2 separate regions of the Mus musculus genome follow, and region 1 is linked to region 2. Evidence: chromatin contacts called from public Hi-C data. All regions are on one chromosome and are shown on one strand. The core of a region is the stretch at or near the end of the contact, and the rest is flanking DNA. Distances in the headings are between cores, read along the strand shown.

Region 1 (7,102 bases), core at 3,014-5,513, 620 kb before region 2:
CTGAACGACTCAGGGAAAAGTTTTATTCCAGAGGATAAGGCCGTGATAACATTTTGAGTTCTGGGGTGGAGTAAGGTCTATCTACCCTAAAGCAAGTACCAGATCATCGGAATGAGGTCTCATTATCATTCTGGGCATGGTGGCGCAAGTCTTTAACTCCAGCACTAGGGAAGCAGAGGCAGGTGGATCTCTGTGAGTTCAAGGCCAGCCTGGTCTACAGAGTGAATTCTAGACCAGCCGGGAAATACACAGGGAGACCCTATCTTCAAAACAGCACAAAACAAAAACCAGAGATTTAATTTTCGGTTTCTCACGGGGCACACATCTTTCTTTAGTAGTGGGTTAAGCCAGGGTGGTGGTATGGCTCTATGTCCTGGCTTATTATAGATTATTACAGATGAGAACACACAGGCTGCTACCATGTGGGCGTGTGGACTTTATTGTTTCTGTTTACCAAAAGACACAGGTGAGCAGAGCAGTTGGTGCTCTTGTCCCTGGGTGAGCTGAGACAGCAGGCTCTTCAGCAGTGTTCTGCTGATCCGTGGGGACATTTCTGCAGTGTCACCTGCCAGCATTGCTATAGCTGTTGTAACTTTTATCCTCCTTGGACATCCATGTGGTATATACACTATATGGTATATACACTATATGGTATATATGCTAGGTTCAGACGTAAACAAAGGGTTGGGGAATGTCTCCTTGATTTTAGGTAAGGACTTTCAGCAGCAGGTTTTATTGTTGAGCTTTGAACAGACTTTTCAAGGCTACAGTTGACAGTAACTGATCCTTTATCTTTTTTTAAAAAAGATTTTTTTTTTAATTTATATGAGTACACTGCAGCTGTCTTCAGACACACTAGAAGAATACATTGGATCCTATTACAGATGGTTGTGAGCCACCATGTGGTTGCTGGGAATTGAACTCAGGACCTCTGGAAGAGCAGTCAGTGCTCTTAACCTCTGAGCCATCTCTACAGCCCCAGAGCCTTTATCTTTTAGATATTCCTGGTTACGTCAGAAGTTAATTTAAAAGGAGGCTAAATGAGACAGAAACAAAGTCTTCTTATCGAAAGAGAGCAAACACTTATTGTCTTGAAAAAAAACTACAGCTTTTTTCTTTTTAGGCAAGATTTCAGAAGCAAAATCAGATTAGTTTTTATCCTTCAGGTTACTTCGGGAAGCTAAGCTCTGTGACAGCTGTCGGCTCCAGGTATTTCAGTCTCTTGAGAACAGTGAGGTGCCCCCTAGCTGTTGTGTGTGCTAGAGTCTCACTGCCTGACTGGATGTTGACTAATGTCTAATGTTGACATGAAGAGCCTGCACTTACCCTGACTGCCATTGTGCTCTGTTCCAGTGATTTATTTAAAGCGGTGTGCCACCTGTGAGTGATCTTCATAACGTCAGCTCTCAAGGAAGTGTGATGGTTATTAACGGGCTTTTGGAGAAGAGTGTATGGTGTGTGCTACTGTGTTGGTCACACAGAAATAGTGGTATATAAAATTTGCCACCATATAGTTAGAAGACTTTAGATGATGGCGAGTGCCGTTCAGGAAGAGAGGTAGGAGTAGCTGGAAATGCTGCCACGGTTACACTGGGACCACACAAGGGTGGTTGTGCTTGGCAGTTCAGCAGAATCAGTAATTTGCACAACTTCAGCTTGGTGAGTCTCTACTTTCCCAAAGTTTATTTCAGCACAGGATAAGAACTGCACATGTGAGCTCTGGCAGGTATAAAAACCCCAATGCTTCATGTGATCCTGTTTTCAGTTGTGGAACCAATGTGCCACGTTGGCAAAAACTTGGTGGCTTGAGACAATGTCTTTTCTTAGTTTTAGAGGTTAAGCATCCAAAAGGGGTCAGGGAGGACAGATACCAAGGTGTTGGCAGTGCCGGATGCCTCCAGAAGCTCGGGGAGAGCATGTCCCCTGCTCTTTCCGCCTGGCACTCACTGTTTGCAGAGCTTGCTTCTGTACACACACTGCTCTTTCCTCTGTTGCTGCATCTTGCCCTGGCTCTCTCTTACAAGGTTGCCAGTGTTCACACACACTCAAATCATCCACGCAGCCTTGTTGAGACAAAATATATCTGATAACATTCACAGTTTTAAGGGATCTCTGTGGGTCAATATACAGCTTACCACAATATGATGTATTGATGTTTTAATACAAAATATTATTCTAACAGGATTGACTAAATATATTTCATTTAGAAAAGGGACATTACCTTATACTTTAATATGATACAGATGTTGGGTTTAGCTTTTAATTGATCATTTTGTTTTGCTAATTATGTCATTAGTGGTTTTCTAAAAGTAAATCTTTAATTTTATGACATCAATTAAACTCCAGATTGAAACAGAACATGGTTATAGTAAGTCATTTGTAAGTTTTGGTTTCAAGATGAGTTTCCCATTTTTTTAATGCTTGGTGATACCTGTGTACTTTCAGAAAAGCTACAAACAAAAGAGCCGTATAAGCCCACGTCCGCACCCTCAGCCTCACCCAGCACTGACACTGGGTCCTGTGTTTCTCCTTTCCTCTTGTTTTCCTTTTCGATTAAAGCCCCTAAAAGCCAGCATGCAGTCTTCCCTCCTGTGTGAACAGCTCAGTGGAGGTTTCATAAGATCTGTCTTCACCCTGTTCCAGTTCCAGGAAGTCTCCCCACCTCTGGAGAGCCTGGTTTATGGTTCTGCCACACGCTGCTCTTCCCTGGCTCCCGGCAGCTGCTAATCTCTGTCTGTTGGATTTGCTTCGTTTGGACGTTTCATGCAAATGAGATCATAATGTTCAACCTTTGGTGCCTGGCTTCTTCCATTTAGCATGGTGTTTTCAGGCTTTGCCTGTATTTTCAGAGGAGCCAGGATCCAATCTTCATTGCTGTAGAACATCCCAGTATAGAATGCTAACATGTCGGGGTAACAGTCTCTTGGATGGACATACTGCCCTTTCTTCACTAGCCACTCGGTAAACGGTAAAAGCCTCGGTCATTTCCACTTTTGCGCTTCTGCCGGATAACGCTGCAGTGAGCGTTCACGAGCTTTTATGTGACAATGCCTGTTTTCAGCTCTCTTGGGAGACAGCATTTGGGATTCAGCTCTCTTTTATGTGGATACAGCATTTGGGTCATGTGGTAACTTGGTTTAACGTTTGTGGATCCACATGGGTACTCATTATTTTTAATGTTTTCCTCCTTCAGAACAGGGCAGCAGTGAGTGATGGGGGAGTGCCTTTCTCAGCTTCCTAATCCCTCCTGATATTTAGGATGAGGATAAAGTGGTTAAAGCCTGCAGTTGAGCTTCCGTCTGGACCTGACCATGCCGAGGCGCTCTACCCTGGCAGGAGAGTTCCTTTCTTTTGTGCTTAGTGCTTTGGAGGCTTTTAGCTTCTCCTTGGTGCCATGGAGATTGTTGGCAGCTGTAGGTGTTTTGTGAGTTAGGAATGTTTCCAATGGGTTTACAATAAATTCATGGTTTTTCATCTTTAAAAAAAGCAATAGAGGGGACTAGTGAGATGACTTAGCAGGTAAGGCCCTGCTGCCAAGCCTGTGAGGTGGCTCAGCAGGTAAGGCTGTGTGTGTGTGTGTGTGTGTGTGTGTGTGTGTGTGTGTGTGTGTGTGTATGTGTGTGTGTGTGTCTGTCTGTCTGTCTGTATCTGTGTATCTGTGGGCAGGAGTGTGCATGTGTAGCTGTCTATGTGTCTGTGGGCAGGAGTGTGAGTGTGTGTGTGCTTGCTCGTGCAGCAGTGCTCATGTAGAAGTCAGCGGATAGCTTTCAGGAGTCCATTTTCTCTCACCAGGTTGGTTCAAGGGATCAGATCCTGGTGTCAGGCTTGCCCAGTGTTCTTTACTCTGAGCCTTCTCTCTAGTCTCCTATCTTACATTTTCTTCTGTGTTGTCCTTTTGTAGCCTAGGCCAAACTTGATCTTGGGATTGTGTGTGCACCACTTGATAGACTGTAAAAATTACTTTAGGAACTTAAAAAAATTGTGAGAAAAGGGAGCCAAAGTAAAATATCTCCGAGACTTTCTTGTCATCAGATATTCCAAGCTTCAGTTTTGGTTGGCTGCTCGGGCACCGTGGGCACAGAGCTGTGTCATGTCCAGTTGGCTGCCTGGCACCATGGGCACAGAGCTTTGTCATGTCTGGTTGGCTGCCGGGCACTGTGGGCCCAGAGCTGTGTCATGTCCAGTTCTGTTTCCATACCTAGCACTGCACTTAATTCCTGTGGGCTGTTGTGGCTTAGCTTGAGCTTTGTGAGACCTGGTTCAAGGTTATGCTGGGGAAGTCTAGACTGGGCCTTGTCCCAAGGCCAGTATATCCCTCCCACACTGTCTCAGTGTTGGACAGACCTTTCTCAGGTCTCTGCTGACTGCTCTCAAGAGTTCAAAGGGGCCTCTCCTCTGCATGCTGGGTTTTTAAAAACGATTCTGGCATCTGCAGACTCTGGAGGGTTGTTAGGCTTTCCCTCTTTGTGAACTCACCCTGTGCACAGGACCTGGCCAATCGCTTCCCACGCTCATCTGCCGGATTCCTCTCCTGCTCTGTGCGTGAATTAGTGTTACCTCAGCCTCACTCTCTGAGTCTTTAGTAAGAAGCAGGGGCAACTTGAGGGTTCATTTCTCCCCTGGTCTCTGTTCTTGCAGTGTCTTTTTTCTGGTGTTAGAAGATAATTTACACACACACACACACACACACACACACACACACACACACACACACACAGAGTCATTTCTGACTGTTTAGAAATAGTGTAAATACAGCCAGGCAGACATGGCACATCTTTAATCCCAGCACTTGGGAGGCGGAGGCAGGTGGATCTCTCTGAGTTCCAGGACAGCCAGAGCTACACAGAGAAACCCTGTCTCAAAAACAAACAAACAAAGAAAAGAAACAGCATCACGATATTTTTCTGTGAACTGCCGTGCAGCCAAGCCTGCTGTCAGAAGGTGGAAACAGGTTGGGTGAATGACCCAGACACATGCACAGAGAAGCACTGTGGCCACTCTCCTGCTGCTTGTCATCCGTTCTGGTGGCCTTTGTTTACTCTTGTGTAGGATGCATTGTCATCCCATATTTGTGGAATTAATGTGTTTTTCTTTCAGTTACATTAGTTGATATTTTAAAAGAGCATCTTACTGTGTAGCACAGGCTGGCCTGGAGTATTCTGTAGCACAGGCTGGCCTTAAACTTGTGGTTCCCCAGCTCCAGCCTCTGAGGGCTGGGTTAGGGGGGTGGGCCACTGTACCTTGCATTGAGTTTTATCTATAGATCTACATTTTAAGTATGTAGAAAATATAAGACAGTTAGTATGTTTGATAATAAATCTGGTAAAGTGTTTCTTTTGATCGTTTAGGTTTGCTGTTGGAAAGAAGAGGGGTTAAATGTTTCTCTTTCTTTCTTCTAGAGACATATTATTACATTTCCCCATTAGTGTGTGCCTTTTTCTTGGCTCTGACTCCTATCTGGATTATAATAGCTGCCAAGCACCCAGCTACCAGGACAGTGCTCCACTCAGGCTGGGAGCCTGTCATAACAGCCATGGTTATAAGCAGGTGAGTGTTGGGGTGGGAGAGGGAGGGAAGGAGGGAAAGGGGACAGAGGGGAGAGCGATCGTGGTCTGTGTAGGTATGTACATACTAAAAAAATTTCTTGGACTGGAAATGAGGCATCCGTTAGATGAAGCCTAACACAGTTGCAGTATGGAATATTAGCCTCCCAGAAAGACACTGTTAGGCATCTGTTTCTATGGAAAGATGTTCAGTCCACACTTAATGAAAACTGTAGTCTGGGGAACTAAGGCTTGTCCTGTTAAGTGTGGTAAGCTAAGAGTCTTAGGCAGGGTCTGGATTTGGGTAATACACAGGTCAGAATCCAGCTTGGAAGAAGAGCTAGAGGATGACAGCTGTGCCTCTGTTCTCAAGACCAGCCACACAGTGTAGTGGACAGAGAGCAGAAAAAAACTCTTAAGAATTAAGAGAAAAAAAAACCCAACTGTATGGAAATGATGGATAATTGCTTCATAGGTTTGCTGTATCAAGATGGGCTCGCCATGATTGACAGGATACAGAGAGAAGGGACTTGTGGAAGCTGTGAGGAGCATCCTCTTCTGCCATGAGAGGAAGTCACCAAGGAGAGGTCTAACACTGACACTAAGAGACAGCATTTAAGCATGCTACTTAGAAACATAGAAGCTACAGTGGAAACACATCCTTAGTGCACAGAAGGTCTGGGGATGGGGCAGGAACTACTGTGATGATGTCAGAGCTTTGGCTCTGCTGTTTTGACTGTCAAGTCTATCCTGTGACAGCATCTGGCTCATCTTGCTTGCAAGTAGATGGCATTTCTTAGGACATTTGGCCAACAGGGTCCCGTGGCACTGTCTTATAGTGTGTAAGCCACAGACTGAAGGTAACCAGCTAATACAACCTTCAGGATCGTAACCAAGCCTCCAAGTTCTACTGACATACTGAAAGTGAATGACTTGCTGCTGTGTTCTATTAAAGCAACCGTCTTGCTTGCCAGACTTCTCAAGCTCAGCTCTCTGTGGTAATACGGTTATAATCTATCTAGTTTTAGCACAATAGAAATCACCCTTTAATGCCTACTTAGTTAAAAAATGAAAAATGCGGGCTGGCGAGATGGCTCAGCGGTTAAGAGCACCGACTGCTCTCCCGAAGGTCCTGAGTTCAAATCCCAGCAACCACATGGTGGCTCACAACCATCTGTAATGAGATCTGATGCCCTTTTCTGGTGTGTCTGAAGACAGCAACAGTATACTTACATATAACAATAAATAAATATTAAAAAAAATGAAAAATGCAGTTAGTTTTTGAGTTGTACAGTAATAGATGACAGTATTGTTTGATCACCTTCGAGGCTAAGATGGTGAATCTCTAGGAGGTTGAGGCTATCCTGGTCTACTAGCAAGCTCCAGGCCAGCCAAGGCTATATAGTGAGACCCTTTCTCAAACAAAACAAAACAAAACAAGATATTGTGCAAAAGACTATGAAGGGGCCATTAGTCCCGTTGTTTTAAGCCCCAGAAATAGTTAAGGATGCCTTGTAGGTCCTTCTAGATAGTTTAGTGTCGTACATATGTATAAGCTG
Region 2 (6,930 bases), core at 707-3,206:
TTAAATTATACATACATCATTTAAAATAATTTAAAACATGTGTGTCTGGAGGGAGCTGGAGAGATGGCTCAGTGGTTAAGAGCACTCACTGCTCTTCCAGAGGTCCTGAGTTAAACTCCCAGCAACCACATGGTGGCTCACAACCATCTATAATGGGATCTGATGCCCTCTTCTGGTGTGTCTGAAGAGAGGAACAGTGTGCTCACATACATAAAGTAAATGAATCTTTTTTTTAAAAAAGTGTCTGGGGCTGGAGAGATGGCTCAGTGGTTAAGAGCACTGACTGCTCTTCCAGAAGTCCTGAGTTCAGTTCCCAGCAACCACATGGTGGCTCACAACCATCTGTAAAGTGATATCAGATGCCCTCTTCTGTTATGTCTGAATGCAGCTACAATGTATTTATATACATAAAATAAATAATTCTTTAAAAAAAAATACAGAGTTGACAAGGAGAGATTCCTATATATGCTAAATGGAGAAACAAGTTACTGAAAAGTACGATTGAATTTTGGTTTTAAAATCCTGTATACCTGGGGGCTAGAGAGAAGGCTCAGTGGGTAAGAGTGCTCGCTCCGTGTCTTAGTTACCGTTCTATTGCTGTAAGGAGACATCATAAGCAGAGTACCTTTGGAGAAGAATCATTCAACTGAGGGTTTGTTTACCGTTTCAGAGGCTTAGTTCATGATCATCATGGTGGGCTCACACGGCAGGCAGCTTGGTACTGGAGCTGGAGCCGAGTGCTTACATTTTAGTCTCCTAATGGAGGCAGAGAGAGACTGTGCCTGGTGGAGCTGTGGTGCGCATGGGCGTTCCAATCCTCAAAACCTAGCCCCAGCGACACGCCTCCTCCAGTAAGGCTACACCATCTAATCCTTCCTAAACAGCTTGCCAACTGGAAACCAAACACTCAAATATACAAGCCTATGGGGCCATTCTCGTTCAAGACACCACACTCTGCAAGCACGAGAACCCAAGTTCGCCTCCCCAGCAGCCGTACAAAAAGCCAAATGTGGCTATGGGTACCTGTAACCCAAGTGTTGAAGGGGCAGAGACAGGTGGCGCTCAAGAGCTCTCTGCCCAACAAGTCTCGCCAAAATGGCAAGCCTTCAGTTCAGTGAGAGACCCTGCCCCAAAACAGTAACTTGGAGAGATGTAGAGGAAAACACTGGACACTCCGCTCTGGCCTGTGCATGCATGTAGGAATACATAAACTCTCATGTTCACACACACAAAATAGTTAAGCAAAAATAGTTAAGCTTTCCTAGATCCTTTTCTGTTTTGGCTGGAAGTTTCCCACAAAAATCTTTATTTGTTTTTATTATTTAAATATCATTCATTTAGCCAGACATAGAGGTGCGAACTTTTAATCCTAGCACTCAGGAGTCAGAGACTGACAGATTTCTGTTCCAAGCTTTACCCATGCCTTTCCACTCTCTTATCTCCCTGTCTCTACAAACATCCAGGAGGGCTCTGGACTCTAGGGCCACTCCATGCCGCAGCTCAGCTCTTCACAGGAGATTTTCACCACGTACTTCCAGGGAGCCAGGCTCAGCGGAGTGACTCAACAAGCTCACAGTCTGATGGAAAACCAGGCACAAAAATAGGCTCTGCAGTTGCAGAAACAGGGATAACTGACGAAGGCATCTATTCTGGTGCCAGTCCTTAGGACAGAAGCAGTGGATAGAGACAAGTACTCTGCCGCCTTTGCCCTCGTGGTGCTCCCCAATAGGAATGGACAAATGAACAGTGTAGCTAACGAACCCAGCCACAGCAGGCACCCAGAACCCTGTACGTGTTGGGAAGTTGTCGCAAACTTCCTGCGCGGTGGATGTCAGTACGCAGCTGGGATGGATGGATACGTGAGAGTTAACCACGAAGAGCAGAGAGTGATTCCAGACAGCAGGAGCAGCATGTGTAAAGGCAGATAAGAGAGCGTGCGCCACCTGGTGTTGAGGAAATCACGAGGAGTTTGGTATTGCTGAATACCACCACTCACTGTGGGTGATCCGCACAGCCAAGCCTGTATGTCAGTTAGATCAACTCACGTGGCCGCATGGTGACAGCTTGCCTCTAGAGGAACAATCCGTAAACAAGTTGGGTTTTGTTTTGCTTTTTAAAAGGGCGTGCAGTGAACTCACAACTTGAAAAGTGGGAGCAAGACGATCAGAAACTCAAGGCTGGCCTGGGCTGCATGAGATGCTGTGCCCAAAACACTATTTTCTTTATAAAAAAATAATTCGTGGTCACTTAGTGAATTTGAAAAAAAAAAAAAGAAACGCAAACAAAATTAAAATCACTTATACTTTCCTTCCTTCCTTTCTTTCTTTCTTTTTTTCTTTCTTCTTCTTTTTTAAAGGTTTATTTATATGAGTACACTGTCTCTGTCTTCGGACATACCAGAAGAGGGCATCAGACTCCATTACAGATGGTAGTGAGCCACCATGTGGTTGCTGGGAACTGAACTCAGAACCTCTGGGAGAGCAGTCAGTGTTCCTAACCGCTGAGCCATCTCTCTAGCCTTTATATTTTCACAAATAGACACAGATAAACTTGTGGCTATGTATGTGTCATATTGGACTCAAATACCAGAAAGCATGTATGTATGTTTGTATGTATGTATGTATGTATGTATTCTGCAGGGCCTCACTATGCAGCCCTGGCTGGCCTGGAACTCATTTATTCAGCCCAAGCTGGCCTCAAACTCCAGAGGTCTACTTACTTCTGCCTCCACATGTACCCAGCACACCCAGCTAAGAATTTTATATTATTCCCCTTCAAAGTATATTATGAGATTCTCTCAAGTAAGGAACTAGATCATGAAAAACAATTTCTAGTAGGAGAAACAGAAGTAGATAGAAAAAAAAACCCAAAAAGAAATAGAGAGGCCATTTACAAAATATACCTAGTAATGTGTTTCAGTAAGTGTTTATTGAACATAAACATATCAGCTATAGCTACCTTGGACTTAAGTGAGAGAAGTATTATAAAACTGTCTGCAAAAAGAGGTCAAACATAATAAAAATCAGGTATCCATAGCCTGGTTACTATTCTTCACAATGTAGGTTGCATTCTGGTGCTGAAATATCACTTGGTAGTGACAGTGGTTTTGTCTGTTCTGATGCTAAAGGATGGTCAGTTATTTGATGTAAGCACTGGTCACGCCCTTTCGTTAGTTCCTTCTCTTGCTGTTAACATTTGGGCAACTTGACTAAGGAATGGAGAGCAACAGAAAAACCATAGCAGTACAGCAGACAAGTTCTGACTTGGGGAGTTAAGAGCTGCTGGGCCTGTGAGGCTCTGCCCTTTCTTGTGTGTTTGCCCTGTATGTGTGTGATGCTGTGGACTGGCTTCTGAACAAGAGTCCTGAAATAATAGGGACGCAGACGTTCACCCTGTCTTCCCATAAGAACCTGATCCGAGGATCCCACAGCCCTTCAGATCAATATCACGCGCACACTACGGTTCTGATGTTCTTGGTATCATCACTCTAAGAAGGCTCTCTGCCTCTTAGTATCTCGTCAGCATTCCAGCGGAAGGAGGCAGGCATTTAGCATTAGTCTGACCTGCAGATTCTGTAGGTGCACGAATAACTTAGAAGAACATCCCATTTGTCCAACTTGATCACATTTTGCAGCAAGGGAATCTTGGGGAAAGAAGTTTTAGTGGTTGGCATAAGGAAGGAGGAGAGACTGCATGTGAGGGCAACAGTCTTCCCCTGCACTGTGGACTAGGAGTTAGAAACTGCTCTCCCGGGAAGTTCCTTGTGCTCTGAGTCATCGATTTCAATCATTCCAGACGTTGATTCCGAGTCCCCCGAGGACATGGAAGAAGAGATTCCAGTGGTGATCTGTGCAGCAGCAGGGAGAATGGGTGCAGCCATGGCAGCCATCAACAGCATTTACAGCAACACCGATGCTAACCTTGTGTTCTACGTAGTGGGGCTACGGAGCACTCTGCCTCGAATACGGTAGTTTCTATAATATGTTTTTTGAAGGTTCTATTTTCTTCTAATCTTTTTTTCTTTAGATAGCCATCCCTCTTCCTCTTCCTCCTCTTCCTTTTCTCTTCTTCCTTCCTCCTCTTCTTTTTGTTCTTGTTCCTCCTCCTCCTCTTCTTCCTCTATTTTCTTTCTTTTAAAAATTATTTTATGAATACACTGTAGCTGCTTTCTAACACACCAGATGAGAGAGCATTAGATCCTATTATAGATTGATATGAACCACTATGTGTTTGCTGGGAATTGAACTCAGAACCCCTGGAAGAGCAGTCAGTGCTCTTAACCACTGAGCCATCTTTCTAGCACCCCCTCTATTTTCTTAATGGATTGTTATTATTTCTTAAGCATCCTCACTAACTGTATTTTGGGGAGAGGTGCTAGAGACTTAATCCACGCTTCCACAGAGATTAAGCACATGCTCTCCCATTGAACCAAGCGTGACCTGTGATATTTGAACTACAAACTTACAGTAATTAAAATCTGTAGATCATATTATAATTTGGAGCTGGTTTTTTCTATAACATGTCATACTAAAAAATGAATAGGAGTTAGAGTAAAAGGAAAACAACTGAAAAATCAAAATTTAAATGTGTTTTAGAAATACAGGATAGCTGTGTGATCTTGGTCTGGACAGTACCTCCCTGAGCCCAGGAATTAGGAGGGGAAAAAAAAAGCTGATGGACTTGCCAGTGTAACACAAGAACTTCTGGATAATGAAGAACAGCGAATGGAATTAGCTCTAAAATAGATTAGTAAGAAGAATGGCTTATAATGAAGAACTGTTGCAAACATTTTAAAAAAACGTAAGCCTCGTAGGAAAATGAATATAAAATATGAATGGACACTAAGGCCCAGGATTCCATCCACAGCTCTGTAAAAATAGCACCACCAAGAGCCAGCACCTGTACTCCTGAACAAGCTGGGGAAGAAAGGTTGCAAATTAGAGAGCAGACTAGGCTTCGTGGTGAGACCTTATCCCAAATAAACAAACTAGTCAAATAACCAACCAACTAACTGGCCAACTAACTAACCAGCCAACTAACTAACCAGCTGTCATGGTTTGTATATTCTTGGACCAGGGAGTGGCCTCATTTGTAGGTGTGGCCTTGTTGGAATAGGTGTGACCTGGTTGGAGTACGTGTGTTACTGTGGGTGTGGGCATAAGATCCTCACCCTAGTTGCCTGGAAGTCAGTCTTCCACTAGCAGCCTTTGGGTGGAGATGTAGAACTCTCAGCTCTGCCTGTGCCATGCCTGCCTGGATGCTGCCATGCACCTTGATGATAATGGACTGAACCTCTGAACCTGTAAGCCAGCCCCAGTTAAATGTTTTTTATAAGACTTGCCTTGGTCATGGTGTCTGTTCACAACAGTAAAACCCTAACTAAGACACCAGCCAAGTAATCAACCAGCCAACTAATCAATCGACCCAGTCAAAAGAGAATAGATCACACAATTCATAGCAATACAGTCAACAAAGTGGGTGTCTTTAGTTCTAGCTGGTTTCTCCTCCCCCAGTGTTTAAATATTTTGAAACCTGTTCTCATTGAGCCAAAATATAAAAGCAGAAGGTATGAACCCACAGTCCATCTCTGTAGATAGCCACAAGCAAACATACTTCTGTGGCAACTACCACATTCCCCCAAGCAATAGTAAGAGCTCTGCCACCAAGCTACCTACCCCTAGCCCTTTCCTGCCAATTTGCAATCAGCTGCAAATGTTGCCATCTGTGGCTTGAGTGGCCCGCCAACTTTGGAGACGATTTCTACCAGGAATGTCATAATGAATCAGATGAAAGATAGACACCCTGTGAGACTGAGTGCTGAAGGGGAGAGGGTGGTGGAGGAAGAAAGACAGGCTGAAGGGGGGAGGAGGAGGGGTGAGAGACAGAGGGGGAGGGAACGGAAGACTGTCAGAGGCTGGGCACACAAACACACACACACACACCCGCCACAGTGTCTCAGCAGTAGCATGTGGCAGTTGGTCTGGTGAGTGCAGCTGCTACTTGCCGAGAAAGGACCCCATCTTGTTGTTCTAGTTTCCTGTGGATTTTTGGATGTAGGACTCAACTCAGTTATTACTACCTTGTTCATTTCCTTTGCAGAATGAGTTATGAGATTGAGGGTGGGGAGGAGGAGATATTGGAAGTGAGGCCAGATGGCGAAGCAATCAGAAGGCTTTATAACGTGGAAACGATGCCTACATATACTTAACTGTAACTTTCCCGGAGCAGACGAGCCCCGGGAAGGATATGCAGATTAAATTCAGGAAAGATTCGAAACGTGTACCTGAAGTTTTCTGTTATCTCTTTAGAAAATGGATCGAACATTCTAAACTGAGAGAAATAAACTTCAAAATTGTGGAGTTCAATCCTACAGTCCTCAAGGGGAAGATTAGACCAGACTCATCGAGGCCTGAGCTGCTCCAGCCCGTGAGTATACAAGTCATGCACACAGTGGGGACAGTAGGGACAGTCCTGCATCCACATTCCCTGTAGAGCTCTAGCCATCTGATGTGCACATAGGATATTTCAGTCCCAAGTGTGCTAGATCTCCATGAAGCTCTGCTTATTTTTAACTCAGCAGCCACCTGCTCCAGGAAAGCTAGGGTTTATATAAGCATAATGAAGCTACTGAAAAGAATCGAGGCATAAAAATGGAGACTACGTATGTGTGCGTGAAGGAGGGCTACAGTTGGGAGCTGGAGGTAGGCGGAGTCGTGAGGTCAGCAAAATCATCCAAAACACCTCTGCTCTTGTAACTTCTTTGCTTAATCGTTGGTTAGCTCTGATTCTTCCGGAAGCCAAGGAAAGCCAGCAGCACGACAGCTATGTGCCTTGGTGTTGGCCACATGTTTGAGGAGAAGCCAGTCCTTTTCCTAGTGCTAGGGGTCATTTTTCTTGCAAGAGTGCCCACACATATGAAGTGTCCTTCAT

The links. Hi-C and Micro-C count contacts between places; a contact is called where the count stands out from the background.
Region 1: a Hi-C map of cortical neurons shows a contact between it and region 2, with 3 times the contacts expected there. The contact joins two enhancer-like sites. A contact is called at or near these places in 6 of 484 Hi-C or Micro-C datasets (cardiomyocytes, cortical neurons, palatal mesenchyme and 1 more), 1 of 115 datasets of contacts at active chromatin or transcription factors (astrocytes) and 1 of 9 other capture datasets (adipose tissue).

What each region holds. Positions count from the first base shown.
Region 1 is chr10:83,282,167-83,289,268 of GRCm38.p6, reverse strand. It overlaps Slc41a2 (solute carrier family 41, member 2), which reads left to right. Exons shown (of 11, transcript NM_177388.3): 7 at 5,400-5,547. Among named protein-coding and RNA genes, the nearest start is that of Slc41a2, 52 kb to the left of the region's middle. Within about 2 kb of position 4,263, at least 18 of the 459 cell types and tissues checked have an H3K27ac peak or open chromatin away from gene starts, as enhancers often do. A contact at or near this core is called in cortical neurons, where this site is marked.
Region 2 is chr10:82,661,662-82,668,591 of GRCm38.p6, reverse strand. Glt8d2 (glycosyltransferase 8 domain containing 2) reads left to right here. Exons shown (of 10, transcript NM_029102.3): 4 at 3,796-3,967; 5 at 6,309-6,426. Among named protein-coding and RNA genes, the nearest start is that of Glt8d2, 26 kb to the left of the region's middle. Within about 2 kb of position 1,956, at least 44 of the 459 cell types and tissues checked have an H3K27ac peak or open chromatin away from gene starts, as enhancers often do. A contact at or near this core is called in cortical neurons, where this site is marked.